Regions from separate parts of the Zea mays genome. Here all the other regions are linked to region 4. A link is a contact called in public Hi-C data. All regions are on one chromosome and are shown on one strand. Each heading gives the region's core, a stretch centred on a gene start, on an enhancer-like site or on the middle of the called end of the contact. The rest is flanking DNA. Distances are from core to core; before and after follow the strand shown. Region 1 holds the start of LOC100217001 (Ectonucleotide pyrophosphatase/phosphodiesterase family member 3). Region 2 holds the start of LOC100276677. Region 3 holds the start of LOC100275754. Region 4 holds the start of LOC100193303.

Region 1 (5,234 bases), core at 1,062-3,561, 290 kb before region 4:
GAGCTTAATCATAAAAAGAACTAGCTGTAGGAGGCTAGGAGCAATACTTTTCCTGACAAGAAAAATATAACAGTGGTTATTCTTGAGTTCATGTAAAATAGTGTAATATTTCAGAAGGGAGAAATATATTGCACCCCCCCCCCCCCCCCACCACACACACACACACACAAAGTGAACTCTTTCTGACACTACTGTGAAACAGTCATATCACTATATCAGCCATCCCATTTTTATGTTAGTATAGCAAGCAATTTCACAATTTTAATCGAACTGAATCAGTGTAGTAACTTAGTAGAGAGAATGCACTATGGCCTACGAGTCCTTTAAGGTTACATGAGATCTAGTACGTTTGGGGATTTCTTGTAAGAAACTAGAATGACCTTTTTGAAGTTTACAATATTAAACTCGTGTTTTATAATAATATAATCATGTTCACCAGTACCATAATATTGGTCGCATGACAAATATGTAGAAACAATTTAGCAAACCTTATACTAATGGGTAGCAATGCATCGTTGGGTCTGAAAATTAATCTATTGGTGAAAACTAACAGTCTAGCACTAGTGTCAGTAAGGAAATTCAGATTATAACAACATCAATAATAGGAATTGCTAAGAACTTTGGGAAGGTAAAGAAACAAACAATAAAGTTCGTTTAGAAAACACAAAGGGCCCCATGTGACAGCCCCCAAAAAATGGAGGAAAAAATCTTTCTCCAAGCTTACAGTAAAGTAAGCATAGGGCTGACAATGGGCTGTAAATTTTGCACTATAAGATTTAAGGATCAAGTCGGATTAGGATCGGGCTTTATTTCTAGTCATTTTTGAACTATAATTTATTTAGGGCCTTGACATTTTGTGAAGAACCATATGGATCACAATCCATTACCACCCTTAAGTAAGCACCGGTCTTACGTCTTAGAAAAAAGTACAGATTTGCTAAGTAAGATTCTTTACAAGGATTTCAAAGAGAGGAATAAGAATCACACTAACAAGGTCACAGAGTCTAAGCCCTAGTAAAGATTTCGACTCTGCAGCAGGGGGCGGACCATGTGTGTGCACCCAATAACTTTTTGCAAGAAAGAAAAATCGAAGTTATTAAGCAGGCATAATACACACACATACACCCATAATTAGATCATGTCTGAACACAAAATAGCCTTAGGGAGTGGGTGCTCGGTTTCGTTGTGGCGGACCCAGCCCAAGAAAGGAGTTAAGAGTGAACTTAGACTACAAAATTTTAGCTAAAAAGTGCAAACGACAACATGAAAGTCATGAACAAATCGCACTGCTTATATTCGCAAAGATGATTCAGCTATTGAATTGAAATAGAGCTGCACTGAACCAAAGTTACTCTGAATTTTCTAAACAATAGAAAAGGTATCCGAGCCAAAGGATTATTGCTGAAATTAAACTACTAACAAGGGAACGAACAGCTACTGCCCTGCCATCTGCTGGTCAGAGCTGCAGCATGTACAAGATCCACAAAGGCAAGCTAACACATTAAGCAATGACATTAAAAAACATCCAAACCTGCTATTGAAGCCGCATTGTAACAGTAAGCGGTGAGCAAAACTAACCCGATCAAAAACAGAGCAGTATACTACTGCTTGACCCTTGATCTGATGAAAAGTGCCACCTTGACCCTGGAGCTGATGAAAGACACTAATCTACGGAGCCGCCTAACTGCAAGTGTTAGTCTGTTACTGCGGTTGGCCCTAGAAGAACAAGCGAGCTCGAGTTGTTTTTGCTGCTGCTGGGCTGCAACTGCAAGAGAGGGACGCAGATACAGCCGCTGCGCCACAGGGGGCGCTGCCGGTTGCCGGTTGGGGTGGAGGGGCGGAGAGGAGCCGGAGCTCGGAGGGGTCGAGTGGAAGCACGGGACGTGAGAGAGGGGGAGCCGGTGCGTCGGCGCGGTGAGGGCGAGCCGCGGCCCGCGGCCGTGGAACTAGCGCCTGAGCCTGCCCACCGCTTCGAGCGCCGCAACCGACTGCGGACCTGCGATGGTGTGCTGATGTGCGCCGTTTGCCCTGGCTTAAGGTCTTCCTAGCTGATGGGCCTGGGCGCCTCTCCGGCCAGACGGCCCATACGCTCCAACTTGCAACCAAAAGCAACGCGCGCCGTCTCCCTTGCCCGCAGCCGTCTTCAACCTCCGCACGGCCTCTCAGGCGGGCGGGTGGTCGCCCTATTGGCCGGTCCGCCTAATTCGCATAGCAGGAAGAAGGGAAGAGAAGGGGTGGGATACCTGGTGGGTGCTCGTCGGCCTGCCCAGTCGTCGTCGCCACGACCGAGACTCCGAGAGGGGGAGGGAGACAGGGAGGGGAGAGAGAGAGAGAGAGAGAGCGCGCGCGCGCGCGAGCACGGGGTGAACGGGGGAAGATAAAGCAGGTGGTTAAGGGGCGTTTGGCACTTTGGACACAAGGTAGCTAGAGAGAGCTGGCATCGGTATGTCTTTTGGAATCGTTGGGTGCCCAAGGGACGAGGAAGGGTTGGATTTGGAACCCGTCAACTTTAAGAGAGCAGTATAATTTTATATAGAAATCGTTTATAAATTAGGAGGTGCACTAAATTCATTTGCATACAAGTGTTGATTCATGAATTTGACCTTTCGTGGATTTTTTTACAAGCTACACCTATAAACAGGAGTGGAATACCGTCACAGTTACACCTCATCAATTAGTCATCCTAAACCGTGTTAAATCCATCGAGTACACAAAGGTGTTCAAGGATCGCTGCAACAAAACTGTGGTTCTTAATCGCCTTAAACATGCCTACGCTACTTAATTGGGATCCACTTCGAACAGTATGCCACTGGAAAATATACTCATTCCTTGTATGCCACTGACCCCACATGTCATAGACACCAAAAAATATACCTATATGTCACTCAGTGGCACACAAGGGATGAGTATAAAATCTGATGGCATACCAGGAATTTTCTCCAACTTCTACGAGCTAGTCATGCATGGTACTCGCGACCTTGCCACTCCTCTACTTCCACATGTTGTAAGCACATGAAGTGAGACACCTAGACAAACATGTTTCATAACAACAAAAATCCTATCAAGGGGAGGATATATCATGACAAATAGTTTTGCTCGAGCATATGAATTTAGGTAGAGGTAATCTTAGACCGGCTGCAGCGGTCTCCGTCGCGCGCGCCCCCTCCCCTCTAACTGGCGGCTACAGGAGCCCATTTGGGCCGCAGCGACATCCCCTTCCACGCCCCCTTTATGGCGGTAGTTGTCTCTCTCCCGCCAGTGGTGTGGTGCCTCCTCCAACACTATTCATTCCTTGTGTTGTGGACCACGAATAATTGTTAGTATATAAAAAATTGATAGCGAATGAAAAGTATGGATATGAGATGATATTTTATAGCTATAGTATGGGTAAGGGGGAGTATTTAGGGAGGGAAACGCTGCCGGAGATGAAAAAGTAGGGGATGAAATGTTGACGATGTGACGCAAAAACTGATACAGGGAGAGAAATTTAAGAAGAACCGCTGTGGATAGCATCTAGCACAAGGAATTATTAGATCCAACACATTTGATAAAAAATCGGGCTTCGGCATGTATCTGTGCTTGCTTGGTACTTTGAGCCACATCTCGATGGCTTCAAGGCCTGCCTTGGTATTTGCACTTTATTGGTGCATTGGTCCCAATACCTGCTCATTTGACGCATGGGATGATATGGGGTTGAAAGAGAGAGAGGTTGTTGCATTGGTGAGTGAACATGACTCAACAAAACAAATATTACAAGCAAGGGTCTGCTAGTTGGAGCGTGAAGGGTGTATTGATGTAGTGGTTTAATTTATCCAAGCTCTAATCACGCACAATAACAAGACTATAGGAGAGATCGAGATCCCACAAGCCATAACGAAGTTTTTTTGAGGATATCCTCCGACAGCTTTTTGTGTATTGAAGTGAAGCCATATCAATGTTTGTGCTAGTCTTGAGAAATGATTTAATCACTCATGCTAGCGCTAGGTATGGTCGATCTAGCTAACCTACCAATGCAAAGAGTAGAAAACATGCATGCATGGTCTAGAAAAGTTATGCTTTGGTTTTGTTTTGGGTCTAAATCGTTCTTGCCCAAGGGTATAATGATTAAAGTTCACGGAAGGAATTTGTTGGTGATAAAGAGTGAACCAAGTAGGAAATAAAGCCAAAAAGGTTAACGGCGAAGATGAAATGCGATGAGGAATAAACGGGTAAGACAAAAGGCGACGCAATCAATGAGAGAACGGAAAAAGACGCCACTGTTTAGTGGAGCTATTGTTCTGCAGTACCTATAAACACGTGCGGCTAGCTAGACACTTTTGCAAAAAAAAATAAAAAAAAAGATCACGCCACGCCTTCTGGTCCTGTCACAACATGTAAACCAAACTTCACCTTGGTGTGATGTCCACAGACTTTTCTTTTGGATGATTGGTATACTGTACCTTCATCTTTTGGTCTAGTTTATATATTAATCAAGTTGTGTTGCATTATATATACACTGAACATCTTTGGCATCATTGAGTCCGAGAGACCCCTTAATTTAAAAAGGGAAAAAAAATACATTTAGGACTAGTTTGAGAACCCTATTTTATCAAGAGATTTTCATTTTCCCACATAAAATTAGTTTGTTTTCCCTTTAGAAAAATAGGAATCACTTGGTAAAATAAAGTTTCCAAACTAGCCATTAACCTTTCTTTATTAAAATAATAATACATACATGACTATAGAAATAAAGACCTAGCTTTTTATAGCTATTGTGTTACATACCTCATCTCCTTCCCTTTGGCTGATGAATCTTTCGCTGGTGTAGACTGCCTCGTCTGGCGGATTAAAGAGAGAACACATGTTGTGCGCTCACTTTTATTTATCTTTTGATCAGATGCTACCATTAACACGATTAATGGTGGCTGGTTGAATGCCTCCGTTCTCGAATATTTGTCGCCCCCCGCCCCGTTAGGAAAAGAAAATGTTTATGCCATTGTTGAAGGGACCGTACGTGGTTGGTAGCCCTGTTGCAGTGCCAGCTTTGCTGAGAGTTAGAAACATATGAATTGTCCGAGGAGGAGAAGGGGAGATGTGAGTAGTAGCTAGCATGGGATCCTGCTGCTTGCCCTTTTAATAATTGATGATTGATCTGGTGGTCATGGCATGGCAACTTTGCCGTCGGTCGACGTAAAGCTACCAACAACGTAGAGCAAGCAAGCAAGCAGCGCCAAAGAGATTCAGACATTTGGCAA
Region 2 (5,624 bases), core at 1,363-3,862, 390 kb after region 4:
CCAAGCAAAATATATATATGTTAACATTTCATAGCATTAATAAAAAAGAGTACAAAGTTTTTTAAACAGTAAACAATGCATAGCAGATTAGCAGCTCACTCATGTGTTGCTGGAGACTTGGAAGTGGAAGTAGCCTCGGTTCTTTTTCCTTTGCCACCATTACCAAATTCTTCAATTAGCTCTACAATTAAAGGAGTGCAAGCATGTAGCTATCAATTAGAAATGGTTAAACATCAAAATGATAAAATACATAAAAAATGATGGAATATACCTTTTTCTATAATAGTCAATTCCTCGATATTCTCTTGTATGTTAATGGGAGTAGACCTTCTTAGCCAATCTTGGGTACATACAAGGGCCTCCAACATGAAAGGAGTAAGGGAAGTACGGAAATCATCCAAGATACGCCCACTTGTGCTGAAAACGGACTCTGAAGCTACTGTTGATATTGGTATAGCAAGGATATCTTGGGCCATGTGAGCCAAAACCGGCAATCTATGTGCATTGTCCTTCCACCAAATGAGAACATCGATCTTTTTTTCTGTGTCTTCACAATCTTCAGATAGATATTTGTCAAGTTCTGATTTGGTAGTGTTGTTACTACTATTAGTCAGCTTCATTTTCTTGGCAATAACTTGTTTAAGCTTCCCTCCTGGAGCACCTTTTGCTTGAGTTGAATCTGTTTCATCTGTTGATTCTTCAATTGGTGCATAAATATTTCTATATTCTTTAAACAGTTCTCGGATACATGTCTTAATAGCAGACCATACTAGTTCCCCTCCGGTTGCTTGCAAAGTACCTTGCTTTGGGTCTTTATCAAATTTATTGGGGTTGCGCTTGCAGACATTAAAATGTTTATTTAATGAAGATGTACCATGCTGATTGGAATCAGCCTTAAGGATACGCTGACAATATTTGCACTTAGCAGACTTTAGCCTACCCTTCTCATCTTTGATCTTAATGAAATGATCCCACATACTTGACCTTGGCACAATCTCCTTCCTTGCCTCCTTTTTCTCAGTTTCATTCGCAAGGTCTACAAAATTAGCATCCCCTTGGCCTTCAGTTCCACTAGATTTACCTCGTATAGTTTGTGACCGATCACCTGTTGTTTCCACAATTGCTTGCTCAAATTGAGTAGCAGTACCCATAGATTCTCTTTCCAATTCCATGTCTACTCTATCATCGATACTATTAGGCATATGCAAAAACCTCAAACCTTATACTAACTTACTAAGTTATTGATGATTAGACAACATATAAATGCATACGTTGCTTGATTCCTCAATCGGTGTCGTCGTGTCGGCCGATGAGGTATGCGTGCTCTGCTGCCGTGCTGCCTGCTGCGAGCCTGCGAGGTCGGATTAGGGTTAGGATGTGTTCTGTTGTCTGCTCGATTCCTTGGGCAGGGCTCAGTGGGGAATTAGGGATGAGCATATCACTATCAGTGACCCTAACCTGGATGGCAGGAGCAGGATGGCGTGGCGGGCTGGCGGCCGACCGCGACCTGCGATGCGAGCCCTGTACGTTGGAGGCTTGGAGCCCTTGACCTTGATGGCTGCCGCCTGGCTGCTGGCTGAACGTGGCGGCGCCAGCGGACGGCGGTGAAGCCTGGAGATGCCGAGATGGAGCGGGACTGCGGGAGCGTAACTGCGTGAGCCTGCGGACTGCGGTACTGGGCTTGTGCCTGCCGGCGGACGGCGGTGAAGCCTGGAGCTGGAGATTGCGCGGCGCCGTGCGGTACTGGACTACTGGTACAGTGGTACTGCGCTTGTGCGCTGTGGGGCTGGAGTCTGGAGATTGCCGTCTGTCGTAGTGCCGTGTGCCGGTGTGCGGCTGTGCGCTACTGTTGCGCTAGGGTTTCTACCTTTCTGGGACTCTGTCTCTGGGTTTGCACTTTGCACTTGCCTAGGTGGGCCGTGGGCTCGTGGCCAGCCGTTGTGAATTGTGATTCGCGTGAACAGTGGGCCGCGAGCAGCCGTTGTAAATTTCGGGTATGGGTTGTTCGGGTACCGGTTGGCGCTACCCGAATTACCCAGAATAATTTCGGGTTTCACAAGTTAGTACCCGAAATTCCCAAACAAATTTCGGGTACCCGGTATTACGGGTTCGGGTACGGGTATTTTGGGTTCGGGTAACGGGTTTTTTGCTCAGTCCTACTGACTTCCATTGGCTTCGGCGGAACTACATATTTTTTGTCCATTAATCTGCAAAAGGTATACACCAACAAAAATTAGGCTCTGTTGACATAAATTAGCTACCATATATATTTATTACTCAGATTACTGTTGTGTATAGTATAATATTGCTATTTATTTAATTATCTTGGGTTGTCGGTAAGGGTATTTTTTGATCACTTCTTATATACTGAATGTTACATAGGAATGCGCGCTACAGTAGACGACGAGGGGGCCTTCATTTTCATTTTCCATGGCAAGACCAAGACAAAAGAAAAACAACACCGCTCTCCAGTCCCCACTCTCGTAGCAAGATCAGGCGGGGTCAGGCCAAGCGCGCAGAGGGCCCCACAAAACAGTGACACGCGCACGACTCCAACCGAGCAGGCGCGGCCGGTTCGTCATATCAGGTGGAGACATACTTCTCTCCCCTCGTGCAGTTCACACACTCTCCTCTGACCTCTCCTCTCCTCTCCTCTCGACCTCTCCCTTCTATCTAGCCACCGAAGCCAAGACCAAGGAACGGCATGGCTCAGCTGCTGCACCTGCCGGACCTCGCGGCGGCGCGGCCGCCGGCGCGGAGGAGGAGGGGTGTGGCGGTGGCGGTGGCGGGGGGGCGCGTCAAGCAGGGGGAGGCGGGGCGGGTGATCAGGGTCGCCGACCCCGTGCGGGAGGGCCGGATGCCGCCTCCTCTTCTTGCCGCGCCGGCCACGCCGTCGGAGTCTCCGCCGGTCGCGGGGAGGCGCGGGGACGAGGACGACGAGGTGAGGCAGAGGTACTACCTCAACATGGGGTACGCGATCCGGACGCTCAGGGAGGAGCTCCCCGATGTGCTCTACAAGGAGCCCAGCTTTGACATCTACAGGTTCGATTCGACAGCCTCCTAGATTTGTCTTTTTATTTTCTTTGTTGGACTCGACTGAGCTGATCTAACTGGGTTCCAATTGAAAAACTGCTTTTTTTCCCTTCTCACCATCAGTGATGTATGCTTCAATTGATTATTGTTAAGGAGGCTTATCTCTGCTTACCTACTAAAGATTTGTCGTCACTGCAAGTGCAAACTAGTACCTTCTAGTTCGAGGTAGAATATGTGCATACACAAGCTTACTCTGCCTTCCCATATCCATATAGCTTGTGATCTGCAGTAGCTGCCACCGGACAGAGCTGCAGCTATAAATATTTCACAAATCATAGCGGATGCTGCATAGGCCCTCAGTATTTTGCTTGTTGGCTGATTGGAAAGTTAACCCTATCTCAGGACATCCCTTTTGCCTGGAAGTGATAGTTTAGCCTAGCTAGACCTAGACTACCATTCGCTAGCTTTTGAGTTGGAATGGAGGCCTTGGGCAGTGCTGTTGGTGGTGATGGTGCCACCACCTGAAGAGCTGCACTCAGAAATGAAGCCTATATGTTTCTTCTTACCTAATGTTAATTAGGATATGTGTTGTCTGTAGATATAATTGGGGTTCTTGTTTATAGAGTCGTGTTCTTTAGCCATTGGAGAATGGGATCATTTTTTCAAGGATTACGTGATGAATCCTATACTTCTGTGCCGTTGGTTGGTCCTCCGCACAGTTAACTGAAATGTTATTGGCTGACTGGAGTTATTGTGATATTGACATCCTATGGTGCCAGTTCCATGGGTTAGATTTGTTAGATATGCGGTCTTATTATTGGAGTTATTGTGATATGACATCCTGTTTCAGTTTGTTTTCATGGGTTTATGTTGTTAGTTGCTATTTGTCCCCTTTCCTTCTGTTATTAGAGTTCAGTTCTCACTTTTCAACAAAGGGCCTCTTAACTTACTGATCGTCTGACTGTTGGATACATCCATACCTTGTTTGCGGTGCTCTTTGTTTTGTAGGGGTTGATGCCTTTTATAGTTGTTTGAGACATGATTTTTTTCCCTCTCCAAGCAACATGGCCTTTACTTCCCCATATAGTTATATCCATTTGTTTCGTTGTTTAATAAAAAAAAACAGGTGGGAACTTACACCAGGCATACTTCTCCATTTCAAGGCTTCTATTGTGCTGCACCATTGTCTTCTCAGTATACCTGAACAAACTAGCCTTCTCATAGCGCATGGCTGCTTTGCCTGGACTGAACAATTTGATTTACATGCAACGTAGCACTGTGCCTGAGTATTTGCTAAACATTATTATATTAAAAGTACACTTAGCCAGAAGGATTATGTAAACCATCTGAAGAGTTGTACTCAGAAATGAAGCCCACATATTTCTTCTAATGTAATGTTAATTAGGATATGTGCTGTCTGTGGATATGATTGGGGTTCTTGTTATATACTCGTGTTCTTTAGCTGTTGGAGAATGGGAGTCTTTTCAAGGATTATGTGTTGAATCTATATTCATATACCGTTGGTTTTTAGTTGGTCCTCCCCACAATGAACTGAAATGTGGATTGGTTGACTGGAGATGTCTGCCTTTAATTGATCCTATGGCACCAGTCCCATGGATTAGTTTTATTAGATGTGCTGTCTTGATAATTGGAGTTATTGTTATATGACATCCTGTTTCGGTTTGTTTTTATATGTTTTTGTGTTGTTATTTGCTATTTGTCCCCTTTCGTTTCTGTTATTACTTATTAGAGTTTAGTTCTCAACACAGGGCCCCTAAACTTACTGATTGTCTGACTCTTGGTACAACCTTACCCTGTTTGTGACACTCAATATACCTCAGCAAACCAACCTTCTCATAGTGCATGGCTGCTTGCATACATTTTTCTTGGGCTGAACAATTTGATTTACATGCAACATAGCACTGTGCCTGAGTATTTGCTAAACTTTATTGTACTCCCCCAGTTCTTTTTTATTTGTCGCGGTTTAGTTCAAAAATGAACTAGCGGGTGACAAATATTCGAGAAAGGAGGTAGCATTAAAAGTACACTTAGCTAGAAGGATTATGGTTAACTTAGATAAAGAGAGAAAAAGAACTGTATTTCTTGATTGCCAAGTAGCAAGTAAGATCACTTCGTACTGTGCCTCCTTTATTGAAATCGATAACTTGGTTCTACAGTTGCAGATCTTTACTTGTGTTACACTTTAACTAATGGATTATTATGCTATAGCATGTCAATGTTCTATTTGAACTTGTTAACTTTTCTGTGCCATCGTTTTACCATTTTCTGATTGTATTTCTTGCTGTCTTTTCAGAGATGACATTGTCTTCACAGACCCTTTGAATACATTCAAGGGCCTGGAAAATTACAAGACGATATTCTGGGCGCTTCGTTTTACTGGCCGGATCTTCTTCAAGGCATTGTGGGTTGATATAGTTAGTATATGGCAGCCTGCTGAGAACATTATCATGATTCGCTGGATCGCCCACGGCATTCCTCGAGTACCTTGGGATGGGCATGGCCGCTTCGATGGTGCTTCTGTGTATAAACTCGACAAGGATGGTAAGATCTACGAGCATAAGGTCCACAAT
Region 3 (5,953 bases), core at 2,226-4,725, 280 kb after region 4:
GTTTGAAATGGTTATGTGAACTTGTGGTTTGAAATTGTTATGTGAGCTGTATTGGAGATGTGAGAAGTTTATGAGGTGTGTGATTGGTTATATGCTTGTAATGTGAAGTTTGTAAGCTGTATATGATGTTTTTGAGCTATATTTGGTGTTTGTGAGTTGTGTTGGTGATATGTATTGTATATGTGTTGTTGTGTAGAAATTGGATGAGAAATTGATATTAAAAATTGATATTAAAATGGTGCTGGTTTGCAGCAGGAAAGGTTAATTCCCATCAGTTTGACTATAGCCGACGGGAGTTACTGGAGGTGGGCGCTGAGCTAGTAATTCCTGTCGCCCCTTAGCCAACGGGAACTATTTAATTAATTCTCGTCGGCCAGGGTCTAAGCTGACAAGAGTTATGCGACCGACGAGAATTAATTAATTCACATGGGTCGGTGGCCAAGCCGGCGGGAATTATCTAATTAATTCCCGTCATCCAAAATCTAAGTTGAAGGGAGTTATATAGTCGATAGGAATTAATTAATTCCCATGGGCCGGTGGCCAAGCCGATGGGAATTATTGGCCGACGGGAATTAACTAATCCCCATCGGCTACAGTAAGCCGACGGGAATTAATTAATTCCCATCATCGATCAGCCGACGAAAATTATCTAAACCCCGTCCAGGGATTGCCATTGACCAAGAACCAATGGGAATTAACCCAAAACCGACGGGAATTAGTTATTCCCGTCGGTATAAGGCTAATTCCCGTCGGTTCTTGGCCGACGGAAATTACCTGGATTCCTGTTGTGACACTTAAGATCATGGAGCATCTAGTATCATTCTTCATTCATCCATGCATGGAGAAAATCAAGGATTAGGGTTTGGAGAAGTTTTCAAGAAGCTTAAGAAGGGAGCTTCTTCAACTCACCCGAGAATTGAGATGGAGGTGAGGACCTTGATATTCTATTGAGTTATTGCATTATTGACCTTCCTTCTTTCTATTCTTTGATTTTCCCCTTCCTTCTCTTATTTTTCTCTCTCTAGTCCATATGTGTTCTTCACTTTAGAGAGAGGGAGATGGTAAGAATGAGAAAGATGGGCCAGTGGTTGTTGAACTAGCTATTGAATGGTCACAAATCGTGCTGACATGTGGGACCAATGAGTAGGAGAATAAGACAACTCACCCAACCAATTCTCTTGACTTAGCGATAAAGCATATGACCAGCTAGGCCAATGGGCGGTCTAGGAGGACGCTGAAAATGGGATTTTGGAGTTGAAGGAATGAAATTGGGGTTGGGTCTTCAATTCCATCTACAAGATCAATATAAACCCTTTGAGAGTTAGAGGAATACTTCTTGGGGGATACTTTGTTGGATCAATGGTGGATTTGACTAGGATTGACTTGGGTTGATTAAAGAAGATTAGTAGAGTTGATAAGTGAGTCTGGGGTCTTTTACTATAGAGGGTGGATTCCTGACACTAGTATAAAGAAGCTCTATAGAGACGGTTCATAACCCATTTTTACTGGTATTTTTCAGTATCACCAGCGCGAGAGACCAGTGGAAATGGATCTTCCCACTGGCGGTTCTATTTGAGGCAAGTATACCTATGTCCTAAACCCTAAACGTCTCCAAGCGAGTTGTATGGTCCTAAACTAATTTAACTTTGTGCTCATTTTTTGGTGTGTAAGATTTTATTTTTTTCTTGCAATCGATGACATTTTGTTTAATTGGTTTCTTACAATTAGGTGTGAAACCCATCGAAAATGGTATTACAATATAAAACAAAAACAAACACAAAAACAAAACAAAAATGATCGAGTCAGATTTTATCTTTTTCCATATTTATGAAACTAACGAATACACAAAAATGGTTGAAAATAGTTGTGAAACCAGTTGCAAATTGCAAAACGGTACTCATAATATAGGAGACAAACATGTGAGATTTGTGCTGTCTACTTACAATGATTCGTTTTGTGGTTCTTTTGCTGCTAATTCCAATCAAAGGAACTTGGACCCTGCATTCTGCAAACCTCGGAGCGCTCTGACCATATGTGCTTGTCTTCATCAGAAGGACACCACAACGCTCAGTAGTAGTCCACCCCACAGTGGGCTAGCATAGCAGCCATGGGTAATGGGTTGTCCGATCCCTATACCTGTCCGGGTGCATTCACAACCGCAGGTGTGGTTCTGGAGACGAACAAGGACGTGGAGACCGGGCCGCAAGAGCAGGAGCGGCATAATGGCGGCGACGTCGCCTCCAAGGGTTGGAGGAGAACCTGGCCTTATCTGATCAAAAGGACCCAAGTCGACACACTCTACAAAGGAGAAGGAGATGGTAGTCTGCTGATGCAGCATTGTAAAGTCGACACACTCTGCAGGTTAATCCTTTTTGGGGCAGTCAAGTGTTAGTGAGTGCTCTATGTATGTTAATCACCCCTGCAGAGGCTGCAAATACTGAACTACTCACAAGCTTGCACCTGTCGAGATAGTTTTGTAATCGCCTACATCCTGTTCAAACGTGTTCTTTTTTTTGTTCCCGTTGTGTAATCTACCCTAAAAGTGCTTCCTTTTCTCTTGAAAAACAGCTATAGTTGCCTGTTGAGCAGTAAAATAAAATACGAAGAACACAGCAAGCCTAGGTTTATGACTCCGTTGTGCAAGTTTGTGACATTTGAATAAGTCGAGCGATTAAAGTTTTTTTTTAAAAAAAATTAATGGTGTTATGTCTTTACAATATTTAAGTGGAATTTCTTTAGAAAAAATACAAAAAATAAGCGCAAAATCTAGGGTCCAAACCCTACTAACCGTCTCTCTCCCAAGCTTAACTTCAAACCACTTAAATACATTTTTGTTTGTGTATTAAAAAATAGATACCGTTAATATTATGAATATAGAAATCGTAGCAAGACATGGATAACCAAATAGTATGTCATATATTTGTAATTGCTACGACGAGTCTAGTAAAAAAATGTATAAAACTGAAAAGAATACACTCGTCATCGTGTGACCTGCTCCACTGTTATTCCCGTTACACCAAAGCAATCATGGCTGGTCCCGTGCACATCCTTGTTGCAACCGAGCGGTTTTGTGTGTGTCGTGGCCTCTCATGGGCCCTCCGTGTCGCCAAAAAGGCACCGCACCGTGGTGGTCCACTGGTCGCGTCGCGCGCCGTCGTCGCTGCTGCTTCTGGTTCGTTGCGTCTTCTCGCCGGTCGCCGTGGACGGCTGGCGCAGAGCGCAACCGATTGGCTGGACGGTCGGCATATTTTATTCGATGCAAACTTAGCGTGCAGGTGCAGGTGCAGGTGCAGCACGGCGGCCGGTACTACTAGACAGGTAGTAGCACCCCGGACCCCTTTCGGTTGCTGCTACCTTTCTTGGCCGTTTTTATGGACCAGCTGATCCAGATCTTTCTCTTTTTTGCTAGTACTATATTATAAAGTTTTTTTTCTTGTTTTGTTTCGGGCAATGTATGCATGCAAAGATGATTTTTGCTCTATATGAATCATTGAAGTAGCCACAATAATTACAGAGTTTGTATCTCATATAGGACCAATTATGAATTGAAGTAAAGCAATCCACATTTGTACACAATGCAAACTAATTAAACATTGGGGGACGGAGGCACGCTGCACCCACTATAAATAAAAGACGCCGACCACCGCCAGCCAGCCAGCCAGAGCCTCCACTCCAGCAGTCAGTCGGCCGGCGATACATATATATACTAGAGTCATGGAGACGATGGCGGCGAGGTACGGCGGCGGGGAGATCAGGGACCTGCAGAGCAAGCAGGAGGCGCCGGGCGGGTGCGGGAGCTACTTCCAGATGCCGCTGCACTACCCGAGGCACAGCCGGGAGGACTACGAGGCCATGCCCGAGTGGCAGCTCGACCGCCTCCTCTCCGAGTATGGCCTGCCCGTCGCCGGCACAGTCCACCAGAAGCGCACCTTCGCCATAGGCACCTTCCTCTGGGGCGCCGGCGGCATTATCCACTGAGCTCAAGGTCTTGTTTACTGTGCATGTGCTTGACATAACGAGCTTGTATCCCAATTCCCAACAGAACACGGCACCGTCCATGTGCTCTTTCTATTTTCTCTCCGTCTCTCGCTCTTGCTCGCTGTCACTTCTCACCTGTGCCCGCTGTCGCCGCCATGCCCCTTCTCCGTGCCACCACCCGCGCTTGCCCCATGCCGCCGCCACCACCGCACGCCTGCGGGCGTCTGTGTTGTTTGCGTTTGCCGCCCCGCGTACGTCTGCGGTCTGCCTCGTCTCAAGCGGCGCCCCAGCGCAGTCCCCGTCCGTCTTCGCCCCGATTATGTCTGACTCGTCTCTTCTACGCTCCTGCTTCCACACCCATCAAAACAAAAAACAAAATGAGTATAATTTTATCGTCCATCCATAAAATCTAAGATTAACAAGCTAAGAAATGTTGATTGTTATATACTTGATTTAATAATTACTGTATATTTCTATTGGCAACGACTGCTATGCAAGCGGTCTTTCTTTACAAGCGTGCAAACAAACTATCTGGTCTATTAGATCGAGATCCAATCGTAGGTCACATTTAACACTTAAACTCTTCCACCACCAGCTTAGTAATCTTTATAAAAAAATTCCTAACAAACCATGGTTGTTTTTATGGTTGGATCATAATCTAATGGACCAGATGATTTGCTTGCACGCTTGCAAAGAAGGACCACTAGTAATGGTTATTTTATAGCTAATTAATTTTTATTATTTTATTCGTAATAACCACTAGTATTAAAATAAAATACAATATTATAAGACTTTATAAATACGGTAAAATATTGATAGGATCTCAAAACGTACATGTCACCTATTTCTATCGGTATGTCTTACATGCATCTCATACGTAAGATATGTTGTTTTGAAATTGTCTCTTTTTCTGCGGTCTCAAAGCGACCAACAATGTGATATTTATGATGAGCCACGAGTTCGAGTGAGATTTCAACGTCATAATCTTGTTGTTCTCCATTGCACTACATTTGTGCATGAGATAGAGAACAATGTGGCCATGCTGCTGAAATCATGTTCGACCTCCGTATGGTCGTAATAAATTCACGTTATGTCGGTCGTTCTTGTTCTAAGGATCAAATATAAGTGACGATCGTTGATGGATGTATGATGGTTGAAGTTATAATAGGGCTTTTTTTGAAAAAGTGGATGGTCAAGACTCATAAACTTATCGCTCATGCAGTGTCTTTGTCAATCGTTGATATTGTAAGGTATCAATGTAGCAAGTGTTTCTATTATCTATGTCATGAAAAGATAAGACTGTCAATGGACCTTTGCAGTTTGGTTTTGTGACAAGTTATAATATGTGTGTGCACTATGGCGAGTCACAACATCAACATGTAAAAGTTGAAGAACATGATATGGCAGACCATAATAGAATGGACGAGATGCTTGATGCTTTATATGGTCGGAGTTTGAACTAGAGTCTAAGGATCTTCCTATGCTATATGTTCAAAAGTTCTTCAACCTTATGAAAGCTTCAAAAGAAGTACTAGGGATGGCAACGGGGAATTCCCCGTCAGGTTTTAGCTTCCCATCTCCGTCCCTGTGACGGAATAATTTCCCGTGGGAATCCCCACGAATGCTTGTTGGGGACATTTCTTCCCCATCCCCATTCCTCGCAGGGACAAATCCTTGTCGAGGATTCCCGTCCCCACTTAAATTATAATTAGAACGTACTTCCTTTGATATTAATGCAAAACATTGTCACTTATACATATTGTCAGATATAAAAAACCATTATGTGTACACTAAAATAAACATATTTGTACAATGAGTGATCTCTTGACAAGGTAATTATTTATTTTAATCATGAACTATTACATAAAAACATTGTCACATATAAGTTTAACGGATCCCCGCACCGTCCCCGTTTACCAAAATGGGGGAGAATTTTTTCCCTGTTTACAACCCCGCGGAAAAAACTACTCCATCC
Region 4 (5,370 bases), core at 1,609-4,108:
TCCATGTATATCGTAGAAGATTTGCAAAGCACCTGATCAAATGCGTAGAAAAGAGACAACACTTTCTGGATCAGAATCCTTTAAATTAAAGAAGAGCTTTTCGGATTAGTTTGTGCGATCCTGTTTCTTGCTAGCTGTGGCTGGTTTTTTTGGTTCATAGCCTACCGACTCCGACACACGCTATGTTACCGAATCCAGATCTCCCCAAGATCGTCTATAAATATATACATCTCCTGGCTGTTCTTGGGCGACGACCTAACCTACCAGACGCACGCACGCACACAACAGAACAGCTAACGTCGGTTTCAGACCTTCCTGACATGCAGTTTCTTTCTTGGCCATCTGCTTTCTCTGAAAGGGAGATCTCCCCCCGTGCGCGCCCGCCCCCTCTTTTGTTCGAGACCGGCCGGGAGCGACGTACGTGATCGCTAAAGCCCAAAGGGTTCCGCTGAACGGCGACCGCCGACCGGACCGCTGCCGCCGCCACCGCCGCCGCCGGAGTCAATCCCCCGGCCTCCTCCTCCTCCTTCGGCGGTCCCCGTCAGAGGTGCGGTGGCGCAAGTCAACAAAGAGGAAAGCGCGAGGCGAAACCGGGTCGGGGGCAGCTAATCCGTCTCCGCACTGTGCCCACCGGTTAGGATTAGTAGTACTAGTACGTCCACTGTCCACGGACACAAGGCGAAGTTTGGTCTCGATCTGGAGGGAGCGGTTAGGTGGCTGCTGGCATGAAAGTAACAGGCTTCTAGGACAACAACAACTCGTACCATCCGAACCTAAATCCGATGGACGCATCTACGGTTTCTTTGAAACCAACCGCGGTGGTTTACGATCGATCGGTGAGAATTTTTGACTGTTACCTGCGAAAGTGGTGACGACAACCTCGTAGTGCTCGCCGACGGTGACCTCGGTTAGCCCGACGGGCTCGGGCTCAGCCTCGGCGTAGCACGTGTCGCCGGCAGTGCCGCCGCCGTGGCCGGTGGCCGCCTTGAGCGGGATGAACTCGAAGTAGGCGATGTTGGGGAGCACGGTGAAGGTGGCGGACTCCGGCGGCGTCTCGGGCTCCACGTTGGCGCCGACCCAGCCCTCGGACGCGCCGTACTCGGCGGCGACGAGGGGCAGGCCGCCCGCGTAGTGGCGGAGCTTCTTCACGTAGTGCTCCATGGTCCCCGTCATGATGCCGTGCACGTACCTGGCGTTGGGGAACAGCGCCGGGATGACGCCGTACCAGTTGCTGAGCCCGGCGCACCGGCGCGCCACCTCGTCTGCGCGCGCCGGGTCCGGGCCCGCCAGCAGCGCCTCCACGGCCCCGCGCACGGCCGGCGCGGCGACGCGCGCGGGCGACAGCGCGCCCGCGCGGATGTCGGCGCACAGCTCCTCCCACACGCGCTCGAAGGTCTGGAAGGCCAGCACGATGCTGTGCGCGAAGGTGGCGGACACGATGCGCACCTCGTCGGCGTACAGCAGGCCGCACAGCAGGTGGCAGTAGAGCGACTGCGCGAAGTCGGCGCCGAAGATCACCGCCTCCGGGCTGCACACCTGCGACTGGATGGCGCGCATCGTGGGCATGAACTCCTCGCTGCGGTACACGTTGGTGGTGGCCGTCGTCGCCGTCAGCCCGCCCTTGGTGGTGAACTGCCGGCTGCCGTAGATGAACTGCAGCGCCTTGCCGTCCTCCACGGGGAACGCCCTGCGAGGGAAGCGCGGTGCAGTGTGGAGGCGAGGCGATGAGAATATAGATGATCTGACAGTGTGACATGCATATGCGCGCGCGTGCACTCACTCACCTGTTCCTGAAGGCGTAGGAAGTCCGGTATATCTGCATCGTGGACTTGACGAGCTCCTGGTTGAAGGGCAGGTACTTGCGCTTCCCCTGCGTCGTGCCGGAGCTGCATGACACGGGAATAATAGGGCCAGCGGACGGTCAGTCACACACGGTGGCTCACCGACATGTACAGAGCGAGTCGAGTCGAGTATTACCGACCTGAGGGAGATGGAGGTGATGGGCTTGGCGGTGAGCACGGGGGACGTGTCGCCGTCGGCGATACGCGCAATGTAGGGCTCGATGTCGGCGTGCGTGGCGAGCGGCACGCAGGCGCGGAAGCTGGCGGCGTCGGTGCGGCCCGCGAGGCCCCGGCAGCGGAGGTACTCGGCGCAGGCGTTGTCTGCCAGGATCCGGCGCAGCGTGTCGCGCTGCACGGCGGCGGCGTCCCGCGTGAGGGACTCGAACTCGGCGATCACCGCCTCGCCGCAGAACGCGGCGGCCTGCGCCTCCTTCTCCGGCATGGCGTGGCCCGGGCCCGGCCGCCTCGTGCTGCTGCTGCTCCTCGTCTGCCGTCTACGACCTGCAAGGCGAGACAAGGCGACAGGCAGACGGACAAGGAGTGAGGACGTGACGACGCCCAGGGACGCGCGCCTCCATGGCATCGCACGGCATGCGGGGGCAGGCGGGCACTGAGCCTTGCTCCAACTCGTGCGGTCTCATGGGGATGAGGGGTTTGAGTGCACGCCCCACTTGGCTCGCAGCCGATTTGTCATTAAAGAAAAGGGGACGACGGAGGACGGAGGAAGGGTGAGGACACGCGAGACAGGCGGAGAGGACAAGACGAACGAGAGGAGCGGCCGGGCGGCGCGCGCGGCGGTGGAAACGGATCGGAGGCTGGCGTGCCCGCATCATCGGCATGCTTATCCCCGTGAGGTACCGTGAGGATCGGGATCGGAGGGAGAGAAGAAGAAGACAGAGCTAGCGCACCTGCCGACGCCGCCGCGGGGCCGGACGCACGGTCGGTCGGCGGCCTCCTTCGCTCCTCTCCCCTCGGCCTCTCGCCCTCCTCTGGCTCCGGCTCCGGTTGCGGTGCTTGGTGGTGGTGCGGTACTGCGTTGTGGCGGACGGACCAGGTCAGGTTATATATATTGGTGGTGCGGTGTGACACACACGCAACGCAGGCAGGGACAGCCGGACAGCACGCCGTCCGTGCGTGCGTGCGGGCGGCGGCGGCGGCGGCCCCCAGCTGCCAGACAACTGTGTCCTGGCAATTCACCCTGCTAGTCTAGGGAAGATACTAATTAGGGCTTGTTCGGTTAGCTCTCAATCCATGTGGATTGAGCGGGATTGGATGGGTTTGAATCCCAAACAAGTCAAACTTCTTCACATTTTTTTCCAATCCCATCCAATCCATGTGTATTGGGAATAACCGAACAAGCCCTTACTGCTGCTGCCTGGATGGATCTGAAGGAAGGAAGGAAGGAGGAGGGCTAGTCAGCCGCAACCAGTGGTGGTGACAGCGACGCCATGATCGACTCGAGTCGAGTGACGAGTGAGGATAAGGCCAGCAGGATGTTACCCCGCTGACAACTACGTCCGTTGCCACTTGCTTGCCATGCGTGGTTTTCTTTACCTTTATTTTTGTTAAAAAAACAAATAAAAACGTTAGCTGAGTTTTTTTTTCATGTCTGTTCTCCTCCTTGCGTACGACACGAGCTTCGAAATCTCTAACGTCATCACTTACAAGAGTCCTGCTAGAGTTAAGTAAGATCGACACCAGCCATGGCCTTGACGGAGCATGACTCGGACGCACGAAATCACTCCCGAAAAGAAAAAAGAAAAGAAAAACCATTGTATGGTACGGTATGGGTATGGTTGCCTTGCCTTTGCCTGCCTCCTCCCCGATGGAGACAGGTCCGTGCGTTACGCTGGCTGGACCAGGTCGTCTTGTTTGTTCCGGCCAGCATCGACCGTGCAAGGGCGAAGGAGAGGCTGCGGGCGGGAGATGTGCCGGCCGGCCTCATTTCGGGGAGACATTGGAAATTTTGTTATTATTATTTTTGGGTTTAGTCAGTACACTATTAGACCCACAGATTATAAATATAGATGGACCACTAGTCATAAACACGAGATAGTATAATAACATACAACTAAAATTGAGATTGACAAAATCACAAATTTTTCCATTTCGCGCAATCCCCGGAATAGGGACAAGTAGCGGTGTTAATAGGAACCTCGTTAAATTATGTTTAGATAGTCTATTATTCACGTGAGGGAGATTTGGTGTAAATTAGTTTAATTTATACATTAATTTTCTTCAATCTATATGTATTGGGATAAATACTAGAGTAACCAAATATGTCCTAAGGGTTCCTTTAAAAAGGAGAATTTTTCTTGTTTACTGTGTTTTTATGTGAAAACGAACTGATTCTATAAAATTCTATAAAATAAACGTACGATTTATCTGAAATTCCTATATTCTAAAAGAACCCTAAGATTTGGGAAAAAATCTCCACCCCTATTGGATTGGATATGACAGGTATGTGTATAGGGAAGCTGAATCCGAACTGGATTAACGTACAGTAGGTAATACTCACTCAGAAAAATTAGTGCGTGTTTGGTTCGGTTTTATGAACTAGATTCGCTACCAAAAATCTAAAATCTAAATCAAACGGGTACAACATCAGAATTGGTTTCTAGAAATTTATAGATTTCTCTAGTTCAATTCATAATCACCTCCCACCACAAAATTTTCAGATAACTACCAGTCATATTACAATTTGTCACCCATGTGAAAGGATCACGATGCCCAAGAGGGGGGTGAATTGGGCTTTTCTAAAAATCAACAATAATTAAACCCTAAGCAAGAGCCCAACTTCACCCCAACAACTAGCAATAAGAGAATACTACTAGAAATACAACAATACTAAGACAATGCTTCAACTACTTGCTAAACAAATGCACAAGGTAAAGTGCTTGAATTAAATGCGGAATGTAAAGCAAAGTTTAGAAGACTCTAATTTTTCCCGAGGTATCGAAGGGTCGGCACTCTTCCCTAGTCCTCGTTGGAGCACCCGCGCAAGGGTATCGCTCCCCCTTGATCCTCGCAAGAACCAAGTGCTCACTATGAGATGATCCTTTGCCACTCCGGCGCGGTGGATCCCTCACGACCGCTTACAATCTCGAGCCGGGTCACCAACAAGTCCTCCAAGGTGATCACCATGCTCCCAATGCCACCAAGCCGTCTAGGTGATGCCGATCACCAAGAGTAACAAGACGTAGACTTTCACTTGACCAAGAGAAGTCTAATGCATGCGGTGTGTGCTCTAGGTGGCTCTCGCTTGCACTAATGAGGTTCTAATGCGGGATTAAGATTTTCTAATCATCTCACTATGTTTTGTGGTGCTTGCAATGCTCTAGCAATGTATGGGAGTAAAGGTGGGCAGCAAGACATTCAATATGGTGGGTGGAGGGGGTATAAATAGCCCTCACCCACCAACTAGCCGTTACCAGCCCTGGCTGCGCATGGGCGTACCGGATAGTCCGGTGCGTCACTGGTGCACCAACGGTCACTTCCAACGGCTAGTTTTGACAGCTAGCCGTTGGGC

Evidence for each region. A called contact is a pair of places that touch in the nucleus more often than the background predicts.
Region 1: a contact with region 4 is called in a Hi-C map of leaf, with 5 times the contacts expected there. The contact joins the promoter of LOC100217001 here to the promoter of LOC100193303 in region 4. A contact is called at or near these places in 8 of 25 Hi-C or Micro-C datasets (bundle sheath, ear, endosperm and 3 more).
Region 2: a contact with region 4 is called in a Hi-C map of leaf, with 4 times the contacts expected there. The contact joins the promoter of LOC100276677 here to the promoter of LOC100193303 in region 4. A contact is called at or near these places in 8 of 25 Hi-C or Micro-C datasets (bundle sheath, ear, endosperm and 4 more).
Region 3: a contact with region 4 is called in a Hi-C map of leaf mesophyll, with 2.4 times the contacts expected there. The contact joins the promoter of LOC100275754 here to the promoter of LOC100193303 in region 4. A contact is called at or near these places in 8 of 25 Hi-C or Micro-C datasets (bundle sheath, ear, endosperm and 3 more).

Annotation. Positions count from the first base shown.
Region 1 is chr8:26,754,157-26,759,390 of Zm-B73-REFERENCE-NAM-5.0, forward strand. LOC100217001 (Ectonucleotide pyrophosphatase/phosphodiesterase family member 3) reads right to left here and starts at 2,312. Exons shown (of 9, transcript NM_001143378.1): 1 at 2,244-2,312; 2 at 1-52.
Region 2 is chr8:27,433,694-27,439,317 of Zm-B73-REFERENCE-NAM-5.0, forward strand. It overlaps LOC100276677, which reads left to right and starts at 2,613. Exons shown (of 2, transcript NM_001150404.2): 1 at 2,613-3,042; 2 at 5,348-5,624. The coding sequence starts at 2,705. LOC111589943 reads right to left here and starts at 1,791. Exons shown (of 4, transcript XM_023300858.1): 1 at 1,459-1,791; 2 at 272-1,351; 3 at 100-181. The coding sequence starts at 1,202.
Region 3 is chr8:27,325,245-27,331,197 of Zm-B73-REFERENCE-NAM-5.0, forward strand. It overlaps LOC100275754, which reads left to right and starts at 3,476. Exons shown (of 1, transcript XM_008657564.4): 1 at 3,476-4,080. The coding sequence starts at 3,715. The coding sequence ends at 3,978.
Region 4 is chr8:27,045,098-27,050,467 of Zm-B73-REFERENCE-NAM-5.0, forward strand. It overlaps LOC100193303, which reads right to left and starts at 2,859. Exons shown (of 5, transcript NM_001358702.1): 1 at 2,750-2,859; 2 at 1,982-2,342; 3 at 1,785-1,886; 4 at 858-1,687. The coding sequence starts at 2,283.